Linked DNA regions of Triticum aestivum: region 2 is linked to region 1. Evidence: chromatin contacts called from public Hi-C data. All regions are on one chromosome and are shown on one strand. The core of a region is the stretch at or near the end of the contact, and the rest is flanking DNA. Distances in the headings are between cores, read along the strand shown. Region 1 holds the start of LOC123045538 (protein NRT1/ PTR FAMILY 4.3). Region 2 holds the start of LOC123045539 (CLPTM1-like membrane protein cnrB).

The links. Hi-C and Micro-C count contacts between places; a contact is called where the count stands out from the background.
Region 2: a Hi-C map of leaf shows a contact between it and region 1, with 3 times the contacts expected there. The contact joins the promoter of LOC123045539 here to the promoter of LOC123045538 in region 1. A contact is called at or near these places in 2 of 5 Hi-C or Micro-C datasets (both in leaf).

Annotation. Positions count from the first base shown.
Region 1 is chr2B:474,019,835-474,027,439 of IWGSC CS RefSeq v2.1, forward strand. LOC123045538 (protein NRT1/ PTR FAMILY 4.3) reads right to left here and starts at 4,941. Exons shown (of 5, transcript XM_044468621.1): 1 at 4,647-4,941; 2 at 4,313-4,530; 3 at 3,225-3,668; 4 at 2,108-2,223; 5 at 943-2,014. The coding sequence starts at 4,752. The coding sequence ends at 1,156.
Region 2 is chr2B:474,356,519-474,364,123 of IWGSC CS RefSeq v2.1, forward strand. It overlaps LOC123045539 (CLPTM1-like membrane protein cnrB), which reads right to left and starts at 4,837. Exons shown (of 12, transcript XM_044468622.1): 1 at 4,519-4,837; 2 at 3,077-3,223; 3 at 2,873-2,987; 4 at 2,700-2,791; 5 at 2,473-2,570; 6 at 1,576-1,613; 7 at 1,084-1,319; 8 at 756-849; 9 at 474-664. The coding sequence starts at 4,728.

The DNA of each region.
Region 1 (7,605 bases), core at 3,691-6,190:
TGTATGACAAGTGACGTGATGAAGTAGATCACTTGGGAAGCGAGGACCGACTTAACAAGGGCCGCGCGGCCAATGGTGGTGATGTTTTGGCCGTCATATGTAGTCAGTCTACTTGCCACTTTATCGACAAGAAATTGTAGGTCGGCGAGCTTCAGCTTCCACACATATAGCGGGAGTCCCAGGTAGCGGAGCGGAAAGGAAGCCCTGACAGCCAGTAACCCTTGCGTGATGTGGCCCAAGTCAAGGTTGTTGCACCGAATGGGGACCATTGAGCTCTTATGGAAGTTGGTGCAAAGGCCGGTGACTTCGCCAAAACCTCGCAGAATGGCCCCGAGGTTGTCCACATCTCTTTTGATTGGCGCTACAAACACAGCCGCATCATCCGCATAAAGAGACGTTCGCGCCATGACCCCTCTCCCTCGGACCTTGTGAATAAGGCCCTTCCTTGTCGCCACATCAAGGATTTGCTTCAATGTGTCAATAGCTATCACAAAAAGGAGGGGAGAGACGGGGTCCCCTTGCCATAGTCCCTGGCCATGCTTGATGGCGGTACCAGCTACCCCATTCAAGAGGATCCTCGAAGATGAGGAGCATAGCAGAGCCGCAATCCACTCTCAAAATTTGCTTTGGAAACCTCGCCTCCGTAGGAGGTCAAGCAAGTACTCCCATTTGATAGAGTCAAATGCCTTGCGGATGTCCAACTTGAATAGGAGAGAGCGAGTCTTGCTCGTGTGCAAGCGTCGCACAAGGTTTCTAACATACATGAAGTTGTCGTGGAGGCTCCGCGTTTTGATGAACGCACTTTGAGCGTTGAAGACGAGGGCGGACATGTGCGGGCCAAGCCGGATAGCGAGCACCTTCGCGATGATCTTGGCGATTGCATGGATAAGGCTAATGGGCCTAAAGTCGACGATGCTCTTGGCGATTGTACCACCTTCGCGATGATCATGGCGAAATAAGTTTACTGAAGACTATGCTTTGTGGTAGAACTAGCATACATATGCTAATGTACTTCCTTAGCCATGCTAATGTACTTTCTATTCCTTATCAAAGGAAACCTTCTTCTTAACCTAGCACTTCTTTCCCCATCACTATTTTTCATGCATTTCTACATATATCTATACGCATATACAGGTTCAATCTCCATGTAGGTCTTCAGCTGATCTCCTTGGCATCACCCTCTGCTGCAATCTGAGCTGAGGCAGCATCAGAGCCATCGGCACCAGAGTTGTACCACCTTGCACATACCAGGTAGCAGAAGAAGTTGAGCACGCTGAGCGCAGCCAGCATCCAGTAGAAGAGGTCCAGCCTGTCCTTGTTGAGGTCGTTGTCGCCGAGCCAGCCGGCGCCGCCGTGCCTCGCCGTGACCCTGTTCACCGTCGTCACCAGCACGGAGCTGAGGTAGAAGCCGAAGGCGTAGGAGCAGTAGGTGAGCGCGGTGAGGAAGGACTGCATGCCGGCGCAGGCCTGCTTGTAGAAGAACTCGATGAGCCCCACGGCGGTGAACATCTCCGACACCCCGAACACGAGGAACTGCGGCACGATCCACAGCACGGACATCCGCGCCCCGGACGCCGACAGGTCGCGGCGCCGGCGCTCGACGGTGGCGGCGGCGACCATGGAGAAGGCGACGGTGCCGAGGCCGACCCCGATGCGCTGCAGCGGGGTGATCCCGGAGCGCGTCCCCGTGAGCCGCTTCATGAAGGGCACGAGCAGGAGCTCGTACGCCGGGACGAGCAGGAGGAGCATGGCGTAGGGGATGGCCTGCAGCGACGCCGGCGGGACGCGGAAGGCGCCCCCGAGGACGGTGTCCATGGCGCTGCCCTGCTGCACCGAGAAGGTCTGCAGCTGCGCGAGCACGGTGTTGAACACGATGGTGCAGGCGAAGATGGGCGTCACGGCGAGGAGGGTCTTGGCCTGCTGCACCTCCGACACCGTGCACAGCCGCCACGGGCTCTCCGGCTTCGTGTTGCCCCCCTGCTCCGCGTCCCTGACGCACGCCTTGTCTAAGAACCTGCGTGCATGGTTTCACAGCATGTCAGTCAGGCCGCAGAACAACTAACTCAGAGCAATCTGCTCACCAGAACGATGGATGCGGCGGCTCCACCTGAACTTGTTGCCGTGGCGGAAGCTGCCGGCGAGGCGTGCCGGCTCGCCAATTCCGACGTTGCCAGGATTGGTAGGGCAGACCTGCTTCCTCTTGGAGAAGGAGGCGACGAACACCTGCAGAATTTAGCAGTTCGCACCAACTTGTCAGTTTTTTCTTTCTTTCAAGGAAACAGCAGGACTCTGCAGCATATTTTTTACTAGCATGTCACTACAAGTTAGTCAGGATCAGCTGCAAATAGCAAATCTGATGTAAATGTTATTGCCACGCAACTGTATCTTGGTTGACAATAAACAAATGAAGGTCCAAATGTACATTTCTGTGTCAAAATGGTCTTAATCTCATTTGACAAAAACAGCATAAAGCACGGCCCAATATTTTATCATTGTTTGCACAGAGAGAGCTTGTCATCTCGAACCAATGCTGAATAATGCAAGTGCACACATTGCACATCAGCACACGTGATTCAGCACACATAATCCGCAGTCAGTTCTGTCGTTATCAGCAGGACCAAAACCATAGCTGCACGCAGAACTGACATCCTAACAGTCAATAAGTCACAAACCTTTAAGAACTGCACCGCAGACACAACTTGCAGAGAGCACATCGTTTCTAGCTTCCCTAGGTGTATCTGACTAGATCTGATCGGCAAGCAAATATGTAAACTACTTGTACTACCTATCATATGGCCCCAAATTCTAGAACTGTTGAATGTGACAAGGTGAGCATAATGCAAGAATAGCTGACTGACTGAATGATGACGAAACTAAATCTACCTACTATTTCAAGAATAGCTAATCTAATCATAGAGTACTAGCTAGAGGGGGGATATAGTAATGTGATCAGATCATTTGTCTTGTCAAAAGTTCTTGCATATACTGCAGTGTCTTGGAAATTTCTGAAAAGGATTTTTTTAGCAGAAAGGAGATGTTTGACATACTGTCATACAGCAACCTGCCACTAACCTAACGGTGCAAACTTCTTCCAATTTTTGAATGCGCAAAGTTTGTCAGAACACAATTTTTTTGTAGGAAAAAATACAATCAACACGTCCGTCTTTACAATCATTGAGTTATTACTGACTTAATTACTATAGTGAAGTGAAGATTATTGTTACCCTTGCAATAGGAGTGAAGATGCTGCCCTGAGGAGGTTTGTTCCGGTAGAAGGCCGCGCCGGACACGAGGCTGATGAGCCCGGCGGCCATGGCGGCGGCGGAGATGCCGAAGCCGACGTCCATCCCGGAGTGCGTCTGCACCCAGACGAGCGCCGTGAGGGCGACGAGCTCGCCGAGGCAGAAGCTGAAGTAGGCGGAGTTGAAGTAGGTGGAGAGGCTCTTGGCATTGTCGGACCCGCCGGAGCTGGAGAACTGGTCGCCGCCGTGCGCGATCATGTTGGGCTTGAGGCAGCCGCTGCCGAGCGCCACCAGGTAGAGCGCGACGAAGAAGATGCTGGACTTGAAGCCCCTGGCCTGCTCGCAGCTGCCGTCCATGGACGCCATGTTGCACGGCGGCGGCTTCAGCTGCGGAAGGTGTGCTTGCACTGACAGTAGTATGAAGCCCTGTTGACAAAACACACTAGTAAAAATCCAGGCAAAACATACTATTTCCGATTTTATATATATTCGGAATGAAAATAGTTTTTTCTTTACTGTTTCGATTCTTCGATTTCATATTTCTATTTCTGTTAAATCCAGGGTTTTAGGGTAAATTACAAACGTTGTCTGCTACTAGTAAAAGCAAGAAGTGCCTAGGATAGTTGAAAGTAGGCAAGTAACACTAGCACAACTTTCTTGGGACATGTTGTTTTCAGGCAAGCCCCCAAAACAACAACAAACAAATTTCCATTGGCGTGTGTAGTTCTAGTCGCTTTTCTTTCAGAGAAAACAAATGATTATCATATCGTTAGTCCCCGGCCATGCTGCGTGCGTTGAATTCAACCTGGCCCCCAAACCGGGTCCATGCATGGTGATAGGGGCTTTTTTATCTGGCCCATCCAAGTTCATCTCCCTTTTCGTGAAAACAACAGTCAATCGGTCGGTCACAAAGGAAAAACACTCTCACACGTTCCATCTTCCTCATCTTCTTGTCTTGAATGGAACACGCGCAGGCCACCCGTTGGTGGGGTCACTGCTAGCCACTCCTTCCTAGTCGAGTTTGTAGTGCTAGGAGTATATAGATTGTGAGGAAGCATAGTGAGGAGTACCGAGAGCTCGACGAAGCCGAAGGTGAGCATGGTCCAGAAGCAGCCGAGGTAGGAGTCGGAGAGGAAGCCGCCGAGGAGGGAGAGGAGGAAGATGGTGCCCACGAAGTTGGTCACTACGTTGGCCGCCTCCGACAGCGGGAAGTGCATCTCCCCGAACACGTACGTGATGAGGTTGTTCCCCACCGCCGCGATCGCCATGATCTCGAACGCCTGGATCCCTGCACATCAGCCTCACCAATCAGCACGCGCGCCATAGATTGGATAGACAATAGACATTGCTCTATGGCTCGTCCGTATAACGAACTAACTTGATGTAGGTAGGAGTACTACGTACCTAGGACGAAGACGGCTGCGCGCATGCCGCCGTGCCGGCCCGGCTCGCACGGGCGGCCCCGCCAGTCGACGGAGACCTCATGCGCCGTGGAGCTCTCAACGTCCATGCTTTCTAGGGGTCAACCGGGTTAGGTAGCAGCACTCGTGCTCGCAGCCAGTCAGTCACCGCTAGTTTAGCTGAATGACGAGCTCTGCTCTGCTGTGCTGTGCTGCGTAGGTAAATGCCATGTTGGTGGTCGGGGCATTATTTATAGGCGGCGGAGCACAGCACGGCGATGACTCCGCCTGCCCTCTCTTGTGGACGGACGAATGCCGAAAGGGGCATTGAGCTAGTGGCCTTCACTTTCACATCGGAATTTCGGGGTCGATATCGGTCCATAGTGGCAGCGCAGTGCAGGTGTGCACTGTGCAGTGCCGCCCGCGATCGTGTGAGGAGCTGCTGAGTTGGGAGGGCCAAAAGGCGTGTGCACACACATGCATCAGATGGCGTCTGGATATGGATATGGACTGACTTGCTCGAATTGTTGGGCAGGTCCATGTGTGTTTTTGTTCTGCTTTGCTGGAAATCGCAACCAGAGGTCAGCTTCCAGGTCAACAATATATTGTTGTTTTTGTGTTGTGGATTGACTGAAGCAGAGACGTTCAGATAGATAGATATAAGTTGTTTCCTGACCCAAGTTTTGACTGAGATGTAGTACTGCTTTGTCTATATTGGTGAGTTCTTTTCTGTTTTTCTGGAAGACTTATCAGTGAGGAGCTTGTTTCGACAGCTAAAACCACAGCCACACGACGGGATAACTACTTGATGACCCCTAAAATATAGTGGAATTGATGTGTTTACCTGTCCTCGTTTCTGGCGCAGACAGTGGCACGGTGCACACGACACCCGTGCAGGTATTGGTTCTCTCTCGGGAGAGCTGAGGCAGGTACCCTAGCTACGTAGTACTCTGTACTCCCAGCACGTACCAGGAATGTCGATGGATGGAGGACCATCTAGATCGTGCAATGGGACAATACATTCGTACATGCAGCAGATCGGATGCCTAGTACTATGAAGGAAATGATTCGGAGTGGAAGTATATTTAACAGATTTTGCACCGCAAGTTGCATGCTACAATATAGATGGCTTATGTAGGAATACTAGCTCCCCATATGCCAAGATAGATAGATAGATAGATAGATAGATAGATAGATAGATATGCCTCCTGATTCTTGGCGTGCTGTTCAAAAAGACGGCAGCGCCAAATCTGATGTTCAAAAGCCCCCCTGCTTTTGCGTACCCTAGCTGGCTGAGCAGAGCAGAGTAGAGATCACAAGGCATAGATTCGACCGTCACATGCTTTGTTCCAGTGACCCCCTTCAACACACAACACAGATACGTACAGTTAAGAGGTGCCAAATCTAGGCTTGTTAAGAAAATGATGATCCTCAACTAGTACTGCAAAGAACCGAACCGTGTGGTAATAAGTGGTAGTAACTCTCCTTCTGAAATTGATCGTACGTTCGTACGTACTGTACTCCTAATAAACAAACAGTATAGAGAAGTGTGAGTGGGCTGTGGGCACCTAACGCGCACGACATGAAATATTCAGGCATTATCCCACGGACGGAAGCACACACGCACACGCGCTTCTTGGTACGCGGAACGGACCGGCCGCTGTGCTGTGCTAGCTGTACGCGAGTACGCGACGGGACCGAAACGGACGATCGACAGGCCAAAAGAGCTCATCGCGGCGATCCGCGGACTTGTCTCCATCCGGCCAAAAAGAAACGGACCAAATCTCCGGAAAAGAAAGAGCGCCGCTGCGATCAATGCGATCCGGTGACGGGGCGCATGAATTGAATCGTCGTCGTCGCCGTGGCTCATGCACGGACGCGTGATGGCGGATAAGGGAGAGGGGATCGATCGACCGGAGACGGAATTCTTTTCTTTCTTTTATTTATCTGGTGATGATGCTGCAAAGCGCGATGCCTTTGTGCAGCTCATGGGTGAGTTGAGGTCGTCCAGCCTTTGGGTCTCGGCCATTGGAGCAGGGGCACTGTGGCTTGTTTATGGGCACAGTGCTTTTTTGGGCTTCATGGCATGGCAGCAGGATTCCCACTGCTGGATATGTACCCTGAGCATATGGGGACTCTGTTCATATGCTTGAGTTGTTGAGCAGCCATTGGTGTGCCGGTACAGTTGCTGCCCCAGCTGGTTGATTTACGTTTCGAATCAAAGGGCACCTTGGCAGCAGCAGAGCAGGCTTGGCTTGTCAAAATTCAGTGAAACGTGGCCCCAAGTACTGGGCTAGGTTTTACAGGTAGAATCGACTTTTACCTCCGAATAGTTGCAGAGTGTCAGTTACATGATTTTAAGTGTACTAGTATGCTTGCATGTGCATTGCGCGTCTTTATGTTACGGTGTGATTTTGGCCCCAGAAATTAAGTCATTGAGTGCCCGGAGAAATGATTCAAGACAAATGAACATTGTGCATGTAGAAAATGAGAAACAAAAATACTTGTAGTTAGCATAAGAAAGCTTCTTATGTTCATACACAGTAGCTATCATATGCAAAGAAAATATGTCATTTTCACAAAATTGGGATACCCGTTGCTATTTTTTACTAAAGGAATATTTTAGCTTCCACCCAAAAATGCACGCGAGTTATGTGCGCAATGCACCGGTTTGATTTGTTTAATTCTATATATTTTCACTGCTTGTCAGACTTGGTAGTACGGGGCTACTTATTTCTCCTGCCACATGCCATGTACATATGATGTTTTCTGCTTTAGTAAAACAATTTTCACAACTCTAAGGGATGCGACTGTAGCGTGGTGACTTAGGCTCCTGAAACAGACATGCAGTGGGGTCCGTAACTGGTGCTAACCCGTGGATGGGTGCTCCTTATATAAGAAACAAAAAAAAACATATAGCGAGGTCCGTGAGTCAGTGCTAACTCTGTGGATGTTTCTGGAAC
Region 2 (7,605 bases), core at 3,587-6,086, 340 kb after region 1:
TATACCATCAAAGTCAAGGAACAGTGATGGCTTAGTCCTGACTTAGCTGACACAAGGTCATGATTCTGGATCATCAACACATGGGTTTTAATAAATGCACCTAAGCAAATGCACAAAACAAGCGCTAACCCAGTATTGCAAATTTGCCACTGAATGATGAGAAAGAAATTCCAAGTGAATAGGTAGTGCTCCCTCTGACTCAAAATATCAAAAAGTGTCTTATATTTTGAGACGGGGGGGGGGGGGGGGGGCATAATTGGTTTCTTCATACATTGACCCATGAGCTTGATTATTTCAATCCTGTGTCTAGCGCTTTACCCAGTGTTTAAAGTATTTACTTTTCAGGTGAAGACAACTAGGATCAAGTAGTTCCATTTAGTGCATATTGCATGTCAAGCATGCCGGCTCTGTTTGTATGCTTTTGTATAAGATACTAACAGAACCAAAGAATACAATCATCATAATAGGCTTACCTCAACATGCATCGCTTTTCCTATCTTCCAGAATTCAATGCACACACCAACTCCAGAGCTAGCAAGAATCATCCATGATGTATCATTGTCAAGCAGGTACAGAAATATAATCAGCTGACAAATGAAGTTCAGAACAACAGATTTCGCTGAAAGACCTTCCATGGACTTGTTTTTATTCCAGAACTGGATATCTGATCAATGTGAAACATCATAAACATATATGAGTTATTGTTGGATTATACTCATTTTTATGGTATTAAATAAACCATGCTGTGCACGTACCATTCTTGAAAGCCAGGAAATCGAACAGAGAGTGGAACAGAGATACAATCATGGTCAATCCCAGTAGATATGGATTTCCTTCAAGGAAAACCCTCTGCAAAAGCAGTCCAAGGTCAGTGAAAACCTGTAACAAGCAAATCTGACTAACACAGCAGGCATATAACAGAATCAACCATTTCCAAGGAACTTGAATTAAAAGTGCATATACTTGGCATCTCACAAAAGAAAGGGTGTAAGGGACTTAGGGACATCACTACCACACAGAACAAAATAGAGTCCAAAAAAAGGGCAGGAGTCTGAATGGGCACAGTTGAAAACTTCCATATACCTTGAGCTCATCAGCCTCGCCTTCAAGCATACTTCCGTAACTACGATGAACTTGGAAAGACTGCTCAATCTGTAGAAATAATTGCCACTTGGTCATGCTGATAGGACTAACTTCAAGGTTCAAGGTCAGTTCCTTCACAGTCTTGTTGAGTGCTGTCAATTTGTCCCTCAACAGCCAAAATTCATTGAAGAATACAGTTGGATAGTAGCTGTTTGTAGTTGGATCCACATTCAAATCTGTATATATATGGTCAAGGAAACACCAATCCTTCCCTCACTGTGAGAAAATGCCAATCTTAACAAGATATATTTTAAACGATACATTAGGTTCACCAGAAGTTGGCTACGTGCAACGTCATCTTCAAGTCTAAAAAATTGATTCAAGTATAAGAATAACATAGCAGTATGCAACACGTGTGTTGGTAGAAAATTCATAGGAAAAAGAAGATAAAAAAGATAATATCACACTATAATTGTTACAGTTGAAGGATACATGGAGCAACATTTGGAGGAATGTTGTTTTGGGGATACCTGTGAAATAAAAATGGTCAAATATCAATTGAAAATTTTGTAGGACAGATGAACAACAACGAAGAACTAAAAGCCGTGAAACTAGAAAGAAACAATTGTGCAGTTGTTACATGGTTAATATGAAGCTGAGATGAGAGAATCCACATATATCAAAATTAACAAAAAGGATCTAAAATCATTAAAAAAAAGGGCAGCCCGGTGCATGTAGCTCCCGCTTGCGCCGGGTCATGAGAAGGGTCCGACCACTTTGGGTCTATAGTACGCAGCCTTTCCCTACATTTCTGCAAGAGGCTGTTTCCAGGACTTGAACCCGTGACCTCATGGTCACAAGGCGACAGCTTTACCGCTGCGCCAAGGCTCTATCGGCAGTTTCAGAAGAATCTTAAACACAAACGATCGCATGGTATAGCAGTGCCGGTTTGTGATTAGCATCCACTGGAAAATAGTTTTCAGCATGCAGATTGCGAGTGTATGCCCTTACGGTTAAAAAAAGTCTACAAAGTCAAACTTCTTTATAATTGACCAAATCTATAGAAAAATGTGCTAATATGCACAACCACGACATCAACTATATATAGTATGATAATATGTTTTATGACGAATCTAATTAAACTAACTTTATGTTGTCGATGTTGATATATTTTTCTCTATAGATAGACTTGGTCAAACCTAAAGAAGTTTGACTTTGGACAAAGCTAGAACTTCAAATAATTTGGAACGGAGGGGGTACTTCATGATATTTAGAAAGGAAAGTAAAAGATATTAATCACGCCAATGCGATTACAATTCAAAATGAATAAATAATAGTTCCAGGCATATACAAGTGGAAATGTAAAATATAGTTTGATCTTGTGCATACCGTGTGAAGTCATCAACAAGATTTATTGTCACATTTGGTTTCCAATAAGAAATATATTCAACTGGGCCCTCCTCTTTGTCTTCGGACTCTTTGTTCTCCTGCAGAAATCAAATGCTGTCTTCTGTTAATTGCTTTTTCATGGGAGATATTCTGTGTTTGCTGGAGATAATCTATACTAGAAATTTCTAGTGCATACTGTCCCAACAATAAAGAATCAAGTTAATGACCTTAGGGGGTAGCTTTTCCTCGGACTCATCCGAATCTCCAAGCAAGCTCTTCTTGTGACCAGCTTTTGATTTCCGCAAGTATGCCACAATAGCTAAATAGGTATAATGCAGTGAGCATTTCATAAAAACATGCAATCAATAAAAAGGACGGTTGAGATGAACAGGAAACTTACGATGTGTCCTTCCAAATGCAGATTTTTGCTCATATTCAGGATCGGTAGGGTCCACAGGGTAACCCGAACGGGAAAAATAAACATGAGCATACAAAGAGCCATTGTGCTTGAGAGCCTATGGCAAGATCCATCGACACAAAATTAGACAATCCAACAAAATATAACCATAACATAATCTGTAAATTGCAGAAAATATTATTCTACCTCCGTTGGATAGTATGTCAGTGTGTGTGTTCTGGTACTGGTAGGTGTCCAGACTGCATATGGTATGTTTGTTTCATGCCAGATGAGTGCATCCTCATTACCAAAGTCGCTAAATTTATCATTCTCCGATAAATACATCCACATATCCTGCAGCAACATAATCATCATCGATTTGTGTTTCAGGAAAACGCAAAATGGGCAAGACTTCAAGACTAGTGCTTCATGCATGCACCGTGCTACCTCCAAACTGTCATAAAATTTGGGTGGCACTACTGAGGAATTTAATAAATCCAGTAACGTCTTTCTGCTTGATTGGTCCCATAATTTCCTAAAAATGCCAAACACGTAAATTTGGCAAGATAACAAATCGGGCCAAATTTACGGCGGGGGGGGTTGACTTCAACTTATAATTTACTGAAAACAGGTACTACATAGAAACATTTGTAATATTCAATTATCTTAATATGTAGACCTGTATAAGACATTACCACATGCCACTGAATCGTCGATTTGACAAAAAAATGGATTTACACCTCCTCGATCAAATATTTGGAGCAATATGATACACCAAGTTATAAGGTCGGTGTGCACCGCATAAACACCAAAAAATAACTTCCCACCAAAAATAAAAAAAGTGACAATGTACCAAATAAATTGTACAGTTGGCTTTATCTCGAGGAATACCTAGTTCAGACAACCTCAACAAAGTCTACATGAAAAACCCATAAAGAAACGTTATCCAAGCATAGTGTGATGTTTTCAGCTTCATTAAGGACACACGGTACATTGCATACTATGACATCCTAAGCTTCATCGTGGACAAACATTTCAAAGAACAACAGATAAAGTGTTTAAATATCAATCAACTTCACAACTCACTAAGGTGAACCAGCTACACCGCATAATCCAAACTTGTCGAGATCTTTGGCGTATCTTCTCTTTTTCCTTGTATACTCTACTAGTTCCCAACAACCAAGAACGCCCTTGGCCTCCTGAGAGGAGATCATAAAGCATCCAACTAACATGCGTGCCTTTCTTTTCACAGTACATCAAACCGCGATGCTGTGGAGCACCACTATCTCCGTGATCTGCTTGTTTTAGAACAAAGGTGGCCTACTTGTTCGACAGCCTCCAACAGGCACACAAACAACAGGTGTCTTCGCATAAAACAAACTAAATCAGCTCCCCAATTATAATAATCAGCACAAATACACCATCTGATATATTAAGAAAAAGAAAAGTTCGAGATCACAGTAAAAAAAACTGCTGAGATCGCTGCACAATTTTCACCCCGGAGCAAGCAGAACCCAACAGCACTGCATGAGGGCGGAGCCCCCCGCCTTTACTGACCCAATAATAAACCGCTCTAAAACCGCCATAGAAACCTAACACGCCTCCTCTAACCAAAATCGAGGTTCCTGGGCTTGGGAGGGCGTTCTCACCATTGGCTCTCCCTTCTGAAAGAGGTTGGACATGAGCAACCCCGGCTCCGTGGGGGCGCGCTTGGGGCCGAAGAACTTGGACGCGAAGTACCAGAACACCGCCATCCGCACGATGCCGGCGAGGCTCTGGCCCAGGCCGCCTCCCTGCCGCCCAGCCGCGGCCTGCCCCTGCGGCTGCGCCGCAACGGCGGCGGCAGCCGGCTGCGACATGGCCGCCGGCGAGTTAGATCGGGGCGAGGAGGGGGTAGGAAGCCGCCGAGATGCGATGGGAACAAGAGTTCTTTTTGGAGGAGCTCTGTGTGATTGATTCTCCGGGGATTTAAGCGGGGGGGTGTGGTTTTACGATAAATTTATAGGTTTCTTTTGCAGATACGTATGTAAGTTGTTGAAAAATTGAGCCTGGAGTCCCTGCTCGTGGGGACGCCGGACTGCTTTGGTTTCGCTGCTTTCAGATACGTAATTTCTGGGAACTTCGGGGGTGCAGGCGGTGAAACGGTAGATGATGCTGGGATTTGCGCAACGAGGCTAGTTGCCGTCTTTAAAGGAGGCAAAATTGTTAGGTGCACCCGAGTCAAGGAATCAGCAGGATTTTTTCTGTTTTGACGATTGATGAAGTGCGTCTAGGTAGATCCGTTTGAACGTTAACGAGGGAGTACAACTTAGACACAACGCACACGCACGCACTCACTGCATGAACAAAAGAGACTCAAGATTGTTGGATTCACCGCAGGTACATCGCTATCGACGTGAATGTCGTCTCCACCAAAACATTAATCTGCATTAACGGGATATGCATGATTGAACCTAGAGCTTAATCTAGTTTTATCCTCCAACAATTCCAGAAGAATCACACGTTCTAGATGATCGGAGATTATGTGCATATGGTCATGCTTTTTACTAAAACTAACGAAATGAGCCTACATACTTCGCTTCTATGATTGCAAATACAAAAGGTCGGTCAGGGACTCATTCTCGTTGTATTTACTATTCAACTCAAGGTCAGTCAAAAGGCCCAAATTTTCGTAAAGCCACAATAAAAGAGCACATATGTTATATTCTTGCTCATTATCGTCTCTAGATCTTAAAAAAATCCCACTAAAAATGTAACCCACCTCATAAAACAAGACAATTATACGAAAGAAAACTTACCCCAACCATGACCAGTGATGTCGCGGCTCAATCCCGCCACTGCCTCTGATTTCTCCTCTAATCCAGTTGATCCCTATGTCGCTAGGAAGGGGTACCCGAGAGGCGATCCATGTCTAGCCATCATTGCCCTCACACGATTCTTATGTTGTCATTGTCATCGGTGATGCTACAATGTCGACGAGCCGTCAATCTCGACAGTGCGGCTCCCTCCCAGCAATGTTGTGCCTTCCGATGATGTCTCGATGGTGCAGCGAGAGATTGATAGAGGAGACGCCATCTCCAATGACTTCCTACGACGTGGTGGTTGGCGGTGGATGGGTCTGGCACGGTTGCGGTCGAATTATCTGGCAAAGATAAAGTCACTCTCTAGATGGGTTTGAGAGAAGGTCGTCGGCTAAGCTTTGACGTGGTGTCAATGGATGAAGGCATAGACTGTGCTTGGTTTTATTATCTAACCAACCAATGGTGTTTCTTCTTCTTCTTACGGTCGATCGTGGGCAATCAACAAGATGGTAGCCTCAGATGGTGGTGTGCCAACCCAAGCGGTGGAGGCGACAGCCTTCACATATGACGATTTCTCCTTCAGCGCGAGCAGTGCATGGGCTCGTTCAACGTGGGAGGTTGGCTCACAATGCACTGTGGGAGCAAGTGTTCGCCGGCAACAAAGTTGGATGACAACATCGCCATCAACAAAAGAGTGTGAAAGTTATTCGGGGCGAAACTTGTGGTAGCCATTTCAACTGGATCAAGCAATGTCAGCGCATGTTTGTATCCTTGCTGAAGATGTTGGTTCGGATTTCTACTTCAAGGGTGATAGTCCCACATTTAACCTTTTGGTTACACCGGGCACATGATGTACGATTGACTATTTCCTTCTTCAAGATCTTATCTTTGAGTATCACGTACTTTATTAGGTTCTAGTAGTGTTTTTTCCTTTTGCGAACAAGTATGTGGAGATGTGAGTTGTCTGTGGTAATGTTTGAATATGTGAGCTGTTGTTGGACTATACATTGTCTTGCCGCTTAACGCTATTATAATAAATGATGTGGTTGTATGCATCCAGGAAAAAATGATGAGAATTTTTTCTAAGGACAAAGTCAATCAAAAAAGCATGAATACGCATATTAAAGGAGAGAACGGGGGTAAAGAACCCCTCCACGTTGATGATTACAAATACAATCTCAACTCCACGTGGAAACTAAGCTCTAACTCTCGCGTCTGCCCACATTGCGAGAGCCCCAAGAAAGGTTTTGGCCTCTCCCTTTAGGATGCCCGCTCGCTTCCACATTCCAACGACAAGATCAATCGTATTGAGCCACAACTACCCAAAAACGATAATACCATATACCTTTTTTAGGGAAGGCCATCATGGCTAGCTTTATTAATATCAAACAATGCTTACATTATCCGTTAAATGTTCGGAAGTAAAAGCAGGAAGTGAGTCCAACCATCAGTTTTGTGGATCAAACACGTCCATTTCACGCTAGCACATGGGCTACCATATTAGAATCACGATTACAATGCTCTAAAACAACCTTCCCGAAACCAACTAAAAATATCCGACATTCCTCAAGAATTGGGCCTGCCACCATCGACACACTGGAGTGCCCCACCTTTTGTTGCATAGCTTCTATTAGAACCATGCAGTCTGATTGCACTGGATTGAATTATAGCCAATTGTATTTGCGAGCTTCGGGCCCTTCATCAGAGCTGCAGCCTCATTTGAACAAACATTGGCTATGTGATCAAGGTTAGCCGTCGCTGCTGCAATTTCTTTCTTTTTTAAAAAAAAAGGAGGAGGACCCCCGGCCTCTACATCTGGACCATGCATGCGGCCACTTTATTAATAATTCACAGAAGACCTTACAAAGTCATGCAACAATAAGTCTAAAGCCACCGTCTAGGCAACATATGTCGCCACTTTTATCCAGTTGATGA